Regions from separate parts of the Mus musculus genome. Here region 1 is linked to region 2. The links are chromatin contacts, called in public HiChIP or PLAC-seq maps. All regions are on one chromosome and are shown on one strand. The core of a region is the stretch at or near the end of the contact, and the rest is flanking DNA. Distances in the headings are between cores, read along the strand shown.

Region 1 (4,363 bases), core at 198-2,697, 53 kb after region 2:
CTTCTGGTGCGTCTGAAATCAGCTACAGTGTACTTATGTATAATAATAAGTAAATCTTTGGGCTGGAGCAAGCGGGGCCTACAGGAGTGAGCAGAGGTCCTAAAATTCAATTCCCAACTACATGATGGCTCACTACCATTTGTACAACTACAGTGCACTCACATAAATAAAATTAATTAATTAAGCACTCCAATTGCCTGGAGTTCAGAGAGACACAGGTGGGCAAGATCTGTTGCTTTGTTCAGTAATAGTTTTGCTTTGCTTTTGCTCTTGTTGTTTGTTTCTTTGTTTGACTCGGGAAATACAGAAGTATTGGATTAGAATAGTCTAAATGTTAGCTTTGATTTTGAGCACGCATACACACACACACACTCACACACACACACAAACACACTTGTCTCTGGTCACTTCCATTTGTGATTTTGCTTTTTGAGACAGGGCCCCACTATGTAGCTCTGGCTGATCTGGAACTCATTCTGTAGACCAGGATGGCTTTGAACTTACAGAGATCCATCTACCTGCCTCTGCAGGAGTACTGGAATGAAAGGTCTGTGCCACCTCAACAGACCCCATTTGCGATCTTTGCATTCCCCGGGTCTATATTATCTCCCGTGCCAGTCTCTATGGTGCAGAGTGTTCATTGTTCAGCACTGGGAAACAGAGAACAGAACCATCAGTTCCAGGACAAGCATCTGTCTCAAAATAAAACATAGTATTGAACAGTCTAGTTCAATACTATGACTGATTGATTGATTGACTGACATATTTATGAGGGACGTGGATGAGACAGGACCTCACAAGGTAACCCAGTATACTAGTTACTCTTCTATTGCTGTGGTAAACACTGTGACCAGGACAACTAACAGGGGGCATTTATTTGGCCTTGTGGTTCCAACAGGTTAAGAGTTAGCTGTAGTGGTGAGATGACTCAGCCTACCAGAGCACTGGTTCCTCTTCCGAAGGTCCTGAGTTCAAATCCCAGCAACCACATGGTGGCTCACAACCACCCGTAATGAGATCTGACACCCTCTTCTGGTGCATTTGAAGACAGCTACAGTGTACTTATGTATAATAATAAATAAATCTTTGGGCCGGAGGGAGCCGGGACTGAGCAAGCAGAGTTGACCAGAGCAAGCAGAAGTCCTAAAATTCAATTCCCAAAACCACACGAAGGCTCACAACCATCTGTACAGCTACAGTGTACTGAAATACATAAAGTAAATAAATAAATCTTAGTAAGAAAGAAAGAAAGAAAGAAAGAAAGAAAGAAAGAAAGAAAGAAAGAAAGAAAGAAAGAAAGATGGAAAGGAAGGAAGGAAGGAAGGAAGGAAGGAAGGAAGGAAGGAAGGAAGGAAGGAAGGAGAGCCAGCTGTAGTGGAGACGCATGGCAGTAAGTAGCAGTCGTGGCAACAGAACAGGAAGCCTGACTCATAGCCTGAACTGAGAGCAGAAGTAGAGAGAGCTACCTGAGACTAGTTTAAGTCTTTAAGCTCTCAAAGCCCTCTCCCTGCCCGCCCCCGTGGTGCACTTCCTCCAACAAGGCCACACCTCCTAAACCTCCCTCATACAGTACCATAAGCTGAAAAACAGACATTCAAATGCCTAAAACTATGGGGAACATGTCACACAGACCACCATACCCTGATTGGTCTTGAACAGATTATGTAGCTCAGGCTAGCTTTGACCTTGTTATCTTCCTACCTCTGGTTTCCAGTTGTGGGATTAGAGGCAAACACTGCCAAGTCTCACTCCAGTGTCATTTCTTAAAATGTTAAGACTGAATTAAAGAAAAAAAAAAGAGGGGGGAGGGTGTGGGAGACTTTTGGGATAGCATTGGAAATGTAATTGAGGAAAATACGTAATAAAAAAATAAGAGAAAAAAAAGAGTAAATGTAATTAAATTATAAAAAAAAAAAGAAAAGAAAAAAAGAAACAGAACTCTGATCCTTTTCTTCTGCAGGACAGAAACTAATTGCATCCCTGATTCCCATGACAACTAGAGACAGAATCAAAACCATCAGGAACCAGCCAAGGACCATGCAAGAGAAGAGAGAGCTTAGGTATGGCCAATGCTCTCACATGGGAACCTCAGTCTACTGGATTTGTTCCATCTCAAAAAGATAAGAGACCGGGCAGTGGTGGTGCATGCCTTTAATCCCAGCACTTGGGAGGCAGAGGCAGGCAGATTTCTGAGTTCAAGGCCAGCCTGGACTACAGAATGAGTTCCAGGACAGCCAGGGCTACACAGAGAAACCCTGTCTCGGAAAAAAAAAAAAAAAAAAAAAAAAAAAAAGATAAGAAACAGATAATGCAGGAGACAGTTCTTCTGCAAGGAAAACCTTTACAGGGTGGAACGCCCCCCCCCCCCGCCCCAACTCTCCTCCACCCCTCCCCACAGGCATTTTTTATGTAGCTTGAGCTGTCCTCAAATTCAGGCTTCTCCTGCATCAGCCTTCTGAGTGCTGAAATAAAGGTGCGTATCACAACAAGTTTTTGATTCTTAATGATGCAGGCTCTTACATGATCCAGACTGCCCTTGAACTTGCTATATAACCAAAGATTATCTTGAACTCCTGATCCTCTTGCCTCCACTTTCTGAGTGCTAAGGGCTGGGGCTTGATCTGTCTCCCTAGAGTGCCTGGGTACCCTGGTGTATGACTGCTTCCAAAGAGGATTCTCTGAGAAAAGCAAGTCTCCAGTGAGGTCCTGGATAGTTACTACTGTCCAGGCCAGGTACTCGCTTGAATTAGTTTCTTCAGAGATAGGACATGTTCAGTGGTCCTCTTTTCTAAAGCCCAGATGCCAGTCTAACTAGAAAGATGCATTTGTCAAATCCTCCAAAATCTCTGACTCACACATCTTCAGGTCATCAAATGCAAGGAAAGTCTGAGACCCTGACACGAAGTAGAGGATTCTAAAGAGGCAGGAGAGCAGATGCAATGTGTGCAGCCTGGGAAAGGCTGGGTGAGAATGTGGGAGTCTCTGGGGTAAGCATCAGGAATGCATGCTAGCTTTGCTTGGACAATTCGACCGTGTTAGTTACTTTTCTACTGGTGTGACAAAACACCAGGACCAAGGCTACTTGTAGAAGACTTTATTGAGATTAAGGTTCTAGAGCATTAGAGTCCACCATGGTAGAGAGCAGGCATGGTGATGGAGCTGTAGCTGACAGCTCACTCTTGAACCACAAGCAGAGAGAGAAAACTGCGAATGGCCTGAGTCTTTGAGACCTCAGAGCCCACCCACAGTAATGTTCAGAGAGTCACACTTCCCAAAGAGTGCTGCTAACTGGGAATCCAATGTTCCAGTGCCCCTTTCCCCAAACTCTGGGGGACATCTCAGACAAGCTGCCACACCTACCGTGGAAAGTGAACAGGGGAACCTGTGAGGGGCGTGTGGGGACAGTCTACAGTCTAAAAACTTCTTTAAATTTCAAACCACTCTAAAATAAAACTTTGCTTTAAAACAAACAAACAAACAACAAATAGGAAAATCTGGGGAGAAAGGTCAGTTAGAAAATGCAAGCATAAGAACTGAATTTACATCATCAGAACCCATGTAAAAACTGCCACCCTTGTGACCACCTTTGTATTTCCAGGGCTGGGGACATTGAGATCCAGGACTAAGTGGTTCTGTTTTGGCCCCCAAGTGGCTGGAACTACAGGCAGGGGCCTCCGTGTCCAGGAGTGGCTGGGTTTTTCAAAAATGAATTCCACTGATGTCCTCTATTTTCTCCTATTGTTTTCCACAGAAAAATAGTTGACAAAGAAAAAAACAAACAGTCACATGGCATCCTCGAGGCCAACTGCTGTGCTCAGTGTCTGGGCTCCCTTTCACTGGTGAGTCAACTTTTAAAGACACTTTTGTTCCCATGCCTTTGATCTCAGTACTGGGGAGGCAGAGGCAGATAGGGCTCTGTGAGCCAGAGGCTAGAGTTCCTCTTCATGAGTTCCAGGTTATCCAGGGCTACATAGTGAGACTTGGTTCCCAGCCGAGGTTTCCATTAACATAGAATTTGCATGTTACTGCTGTAACACATGCTACATGAACACCTGTGTACAGCCTGTGTGGATGATCAAGTCTGACTAATTAATTAGAATTATCCTCTCCTTGTCCTTCTGTTATGCCAACAAACTTGTTTCCTGCAGACAAGGAACCAATTAGCTTGGTGAACCAGTCATGTTAACTACGATTACCTACAGGGCACAGGAAACTTGCAGGCTGTTGCACCACTGAAGATGTCTCTCTCCCCAGCAACCCTTAACAACCTTGCATGTGAGCCCCTCCCCCAGCAGCTGTTAACTGTCTATATATATTATGGGGGAGCCGGGGCTTTGGGTCCTTGCTCCTGTCCAGCATGGAA
Region 2 (4,684 bases), core at 196-2,695:
CCTGTGTTCCAGGACACCCAGAGAGGTCAAGTCATGAGGTGAAGGCCAGCCTGGCCAGCATCAGGAGGCAGAGGCAGGACTCCAAGGCTGGCCCAAATTGCAGAGGGTTAGTCTCCAAAAAACAAAAACAAAACCAAACCAAAAAAAAAAAAAAAAAAAAAAACCAAAACAACTTTAAAAAGTAAAAAGAACTGGGGAATGTAGTTCTGAGGGAGAGCTCTTGTCCTGCTGTGTGAGGCTCTAAGACCTAGCCCGGGAATTTCAAAACAAACAAAACCTTGCAGATAACCAAGGGGGTTGGAGAGATGGCTCAGTTTATAGAGGTCCAGGGGTTGCTTAGAGTGGCCCTTCAACTCTCAGCAAAGACCCAAAGTGAGACCGAGCATGCTGGAACAAGAGGAAGAACCATGGGAGCCACCCAGAAAGATATTGGGCTTTCACAGTGCTGCATGGGACCCTGGGGTGGCTGGAAAAACGCTACAGGTGCCACGCCCCCAGCCCCTCACTGTGGGATTCCAGGCCCCTTGCTGTTACCAAAGGGCTGAAACAAGCTGACATCAGCAGAGCTGGAGCTGAGCAAGAAAGGGGAAAACCCTATCATAGAGCTTCGCCTGATTTTTTTTTCCCTGCTTCCAGAGCTTTGTCCCAGGACTGGGTCTTTCTTCTGGAGGCTGAAGAGCCCAATGCCCTCTCTCTGAGCTTTGCCTTCGTAGATCCAATCTCACTGAAACTCATACTGCAGATAACTTTTGTTAGTTCTGGCTCAAGACAGAAACAAAGTAAATACAAAGTACAAGGAAGCCTGCTCCAGGGGGTTGGCAGCTCTACTATATCTACTGGGCGGCGTCTTTACACATTTCTGTAAAATCTCAGGAAGCTGTATATTTGACTGTATATTTAACACAACTAAAAAGAAATTTTTCCTGTGCTAAGTAGGCTGCCATCGACTATTGCCTCGCTATAATCGGGGCTGTGCTGGGCATTTGTTAATATTTCACTGTTATTCTGTCAATCTGAGGCTCAGAGAGGGCAAGTCACTTGGCAAAATTCACACAGCAATAAAGACCAGAGACAGAATGGCTTCGAGTGGGTCTAAAGGGAATATCTAGGGGCCAGCCGCTGGGGCGGGCAGGTTGTCACAATCTCTTCACAGAATAAGATACCGTGGCGATCTAGAGGCTGGCCTGGGTCCGTGAATCGTCGCGTGGAAAGTGGGGACTGCCTCTCCAGCTCGGTAGGCAAGGCAAGGCGAGCCTCCTAGCCGGGCATATCCGCTGCCCACCGCTTTCCCCGCAGCGGTGCCCCGCGGAGGACCAGGACGGCCACCCTGCCGCCCCGCACGCCTGGTCCCGCCGCGACCTACCTGGGTGTACGGCCCGCTGCCGGCTGGACCCGTGGCCCGGGTCGCCCGCGCTGCCCTCGCTCATCACGGCTCGGCGAGGACCCTCCAGCCGCCTGCCGGCGGCCCTGCCTTGTCGGGTTCCAGATGACGTCACAGAGGCGGGCGGGGCCGTTCCCACGGGCGCGGGGTGGGGACCGGCTACCTCCAGGAGCCTCTCAGTCTTCTTTCTCAGTCTCCTTCTCCCCTCCCCTTGGTCCCTCCCTCCCCTTTCCTACTCTCTCGGTGCGCCCTCCCCTTCTTCTTCCCCCCTCCCCTCCCCTTTCTCTTTCTCTCCCTCCCTCTCTTCTGGTACTCTGAGACCCAGGTTGGCCTTGAGCTCCTAATCTCCTGCCTCCACCTCCCAAGTGCTTGGATTACAAGTCCCACTATTGTAAATTGTCACTTGGTAGCAAGTGTGGAACAGAAAGTGTGGAACGTTGCCCTTTGGGTTCGTGTGTGTGTGTGTGTATGTGTGTGACACATGCATAACTAAGACAGTCAATGTGTACCTTACACGCTATATATCAATGTATGTGTGTGTAGATGGCTGTCTAGAGGGTGCAGTCAACTTGCATGGTTACCGGAGGGAAGGGCAGGTGGGGGATTTGCTACATATGTTCTTCCTAGAAATGTTCTCATTCACCAACACCCCATACATATATATACATGTACAGCTAAAACGTAAAATTAAAGTAATGAATGGGGCCAGTAAGATGAATCAGCAGGTAAAGGTGTTTGCCACCAAGCCTGGCAGCCTGAGTTCTAGCCTCAGAATCCATAGGGTAGAAGGAGAAGATGGGCTCTCACAGATGTCCCCTGCATGCATACAGGCACAAAAGAAATACGAATAAATGAAATTTGGAAAATATTCTTTTAAAGAAGAAAGTGGGATTTTAGAGATGCTTCGTTGGTTAAGAGCGTTTCCTGCTCTTCCAGAGGATTGGGGTTCAATCCCCAACACCCACAACCACCCTGAACGCCAACTCCAGGGAACTCTCTTCCAACCTCCACAGGCACCTGACACACCGTACATGCTCATGCAAACACACATACACATAAATAAAAAGTTAAAAAGAAGAACTTGGGAGACAGATGGATCTGTAAATGTGAGCCAGCCTGATCTACATAGCAAGTTCCAGGCCAGCCACGGCGACATAGTGATACCCTGTCTGGAAGGAGGAGAAGGAACAAGGAGGAATTGGGACTTGATGGATGGAGTGGCTGTCCCACCTTCTCAGGAGGCTGAAGCGGGAAGATTGAGCCCAAGAACTCAAGGCCAGCCTGGACAACACAGGAACCTCCACAAAAAAAGAAAGTGGATCAGAGGAGGACCAGGGACGAGCAGGTGGCAACAGGGCAGAGCAAGACTGCTATTTTGAGAATTACTAAAAGGCTCAGACGCCAGCTGGCACCGGAGACCATTAGCAGTGGCAGTGAAAGCAGCCAAGCGGGATCACCACGTCTGTTTGAAGGTCACCTGGCTTCCCAGTGTCCCTCCCTGTGCTCTTCACCCTCTGAATTTTCCTACACTGTGCCCTCATCCTCCCATGTCAGTTAGATAGTGTCTGCTGACCTCTGGCTGTTTACATAGTTTCTGTCCTTTTAGTTTCTCTGGCTTACTGAATGATTAATACAGGATATTAACATTAATTTAAAAAAATATTGCCAGCCATGGTGACGCAGGCTTGGAACTCCAGAGCTCTAGAGACAGAGGCAGCACTATTATGAGTTCAAGTCCAGCCTGGGCTATATAGCAAAACCTGACTCAAAACAAATAAATAAGAAAACTGAACTAGAATATAAAGAATATGACCCAATGGTAGTGAGGAGTGTTCCAGCAGGCACCAGCTTACTCCTGTATGAGTTGCAATCCATCTCCAGGGCCTGGGCTGTTTCTCCCCAAATAGAAACATTTCCTATGGCTTTCCTTCATCTTCCAACCCACTTCCACGTTTCCATCTCATTATTTCCAGCTAATTTTAATTTATGATTATGGATGTTTGTGTCTGCACACCATGTGTGTGCCTGGTACCAGTGGAGACCAGAAGAGGGCATCATGTCCCCCAGAAATGGAGTTGCAGACAGTTGTGAGCTTCCATGTGGGTGCTGGGACCCAAACCAGGGTCTCAGGAAGAAAGCCAATGTTCATAACTGTTCAGTCATTTCTCTAGACCCTCGAAGTGTTGTGTTGTTGTTGTTGTTTTGTTGTTGTTGTTGTTGTTAGGGTCTCATCAGCCCAGGCTGGCCATGAGCTCATTATACAGCCAAGGGTAACCTTGAACTTCCCCCTGCCCCTCCTAAGTGCTGGAATTGCAAATGTGTACCACCATGACCAACTTCACTGTCAACTCTTCCAGAAAACTGTATTTGTAATAAGAAAATAGAGATCACTGAGTTGAATGTGTTCATTTGAGGCTAGCTTGCATAGTGAGAACTGTGTCAAAAACAAAGAGGGGGCAGAGAAGGGAAAGAGAGAGGAATCACAATGGATGCTATCACCATCACCACCGCCGCTGCTGCCACCAGTGTGTGCAGTGTTTTGTGTTTATGCAGGTGCATATGCACAGTATGTGGAGACCAGAGGTCACCTTTGGGTCTTACATCTCAGGAGCTCTCTGCCTTGCCTTAGTTAGCTTTCTTTTTCTTTCTTTCTTTCTTTCTTTCTTTCTTTCTTTCTTTCTTTCTTTCTTTCTTTCTTTTCTTTCTTTTCTTTCTTTCTTTTCTTTTCTTTTTCTTTTTTTTCTTTTCTTTTTCTTTTTTTTAGACAGGGTTTCTCTGTATAGCCCTGGCTGTCCTGGAACTCACTTTGTAGACCAGGCTAGCCTCAAACTCAGAAATCCACCTGCCTCTGCCTCCCGAGTACTGGGGTTAAAGGTGTGTACCACCACGCCTAGCACTTAGTTAATTTTCTTTTTCTTTTTTTTCCCCAAAGATTCATTTATTATTATTAGGTGACTTCTGATATACCAGAAGAGGGCATCAGATCTCATCATGGGTGGTTGTTAGCCACCATGTGGTTGCTGGGATTTGAACTCAGGACCTTCGGAAGAGCAGTCAGTGCTCTTAGCCGCTGAGCCATCTCACCAGCCCCTTAGTTAATTTTCTAATGCTGTGATAAAATGCCACAACCAACGCAACTTATAGAAGAAAGAGTTTATTTGGGGATTATGGTTTCAAAGGATTAGCGTCTGTGATGGCAGAGTGGAGGTAGCAGACAGTGGGCAGCCGAAGCAGCCATTGAGAGCTCACATCTCCATCTACAAGGCAGGAGGCCGAGAGGGCTCATTCCAAATGGCATAAATC

What was found. HiChIP or PLAC-seq counts read pairs in DNA pulled down with a chosen protein or histone mark.
Region 1: an H3K27ac HiChIP or PLAC-seq map of microglia shows a contact between it and region 2, with 3 times the contacts expected there. The contact joins the enhancer-like site here to the promoter of Tmc7 in region 2. A contact is called at or near these places in 1 of 39 promoter capture datasets (macrophages), 5 of 484 Hi-C or Micro-C datasets (cerebral cortex, embryonic stem cells, liver and 2 more), 4 of 115 datasets of contacts at active chromatin or transcription factors (embryonic stem cells and microglia) and 4 of 9 other capture datasets (adipose tissue, embryonic stem cells, liver and 1 more).

Annotation. Positions count from the first base shown.
Region 1 is chr7:118,636,169-118,640,531 of GRCm38.p6, forward strand. It overlaps Tmc5 (transmembrane channel-like gene family 5), which reads left to right. Exons shown (of 22, transcript NM_001105252.1): 6 at 1,961-2,060; 7 at 3,752-3,839. Among named protein-coding and RNA genes, the nearest start is that of Tmc5, 41 kb to the left of the region's middle. Within about 2 kb of position 1,448, at least 2 of the 459 cell types and tissues checked have an H3K27ac peak or open chromatin away from gene starts, as enhancers often do. A contact at or near this core is called in microglia, where this site is marked.
Region 2 is chr7:118,583,241-118,587,924 of GRCm38.p6, forward strand. It overlaps Tmc7 (transmembrane channel-like gene family 7), which reads right to left and starts at 1,446. Exons shown (of 16, transcript NM_172476.4): 1 at 1,364-1,446. The coding sequence starts at 1,427.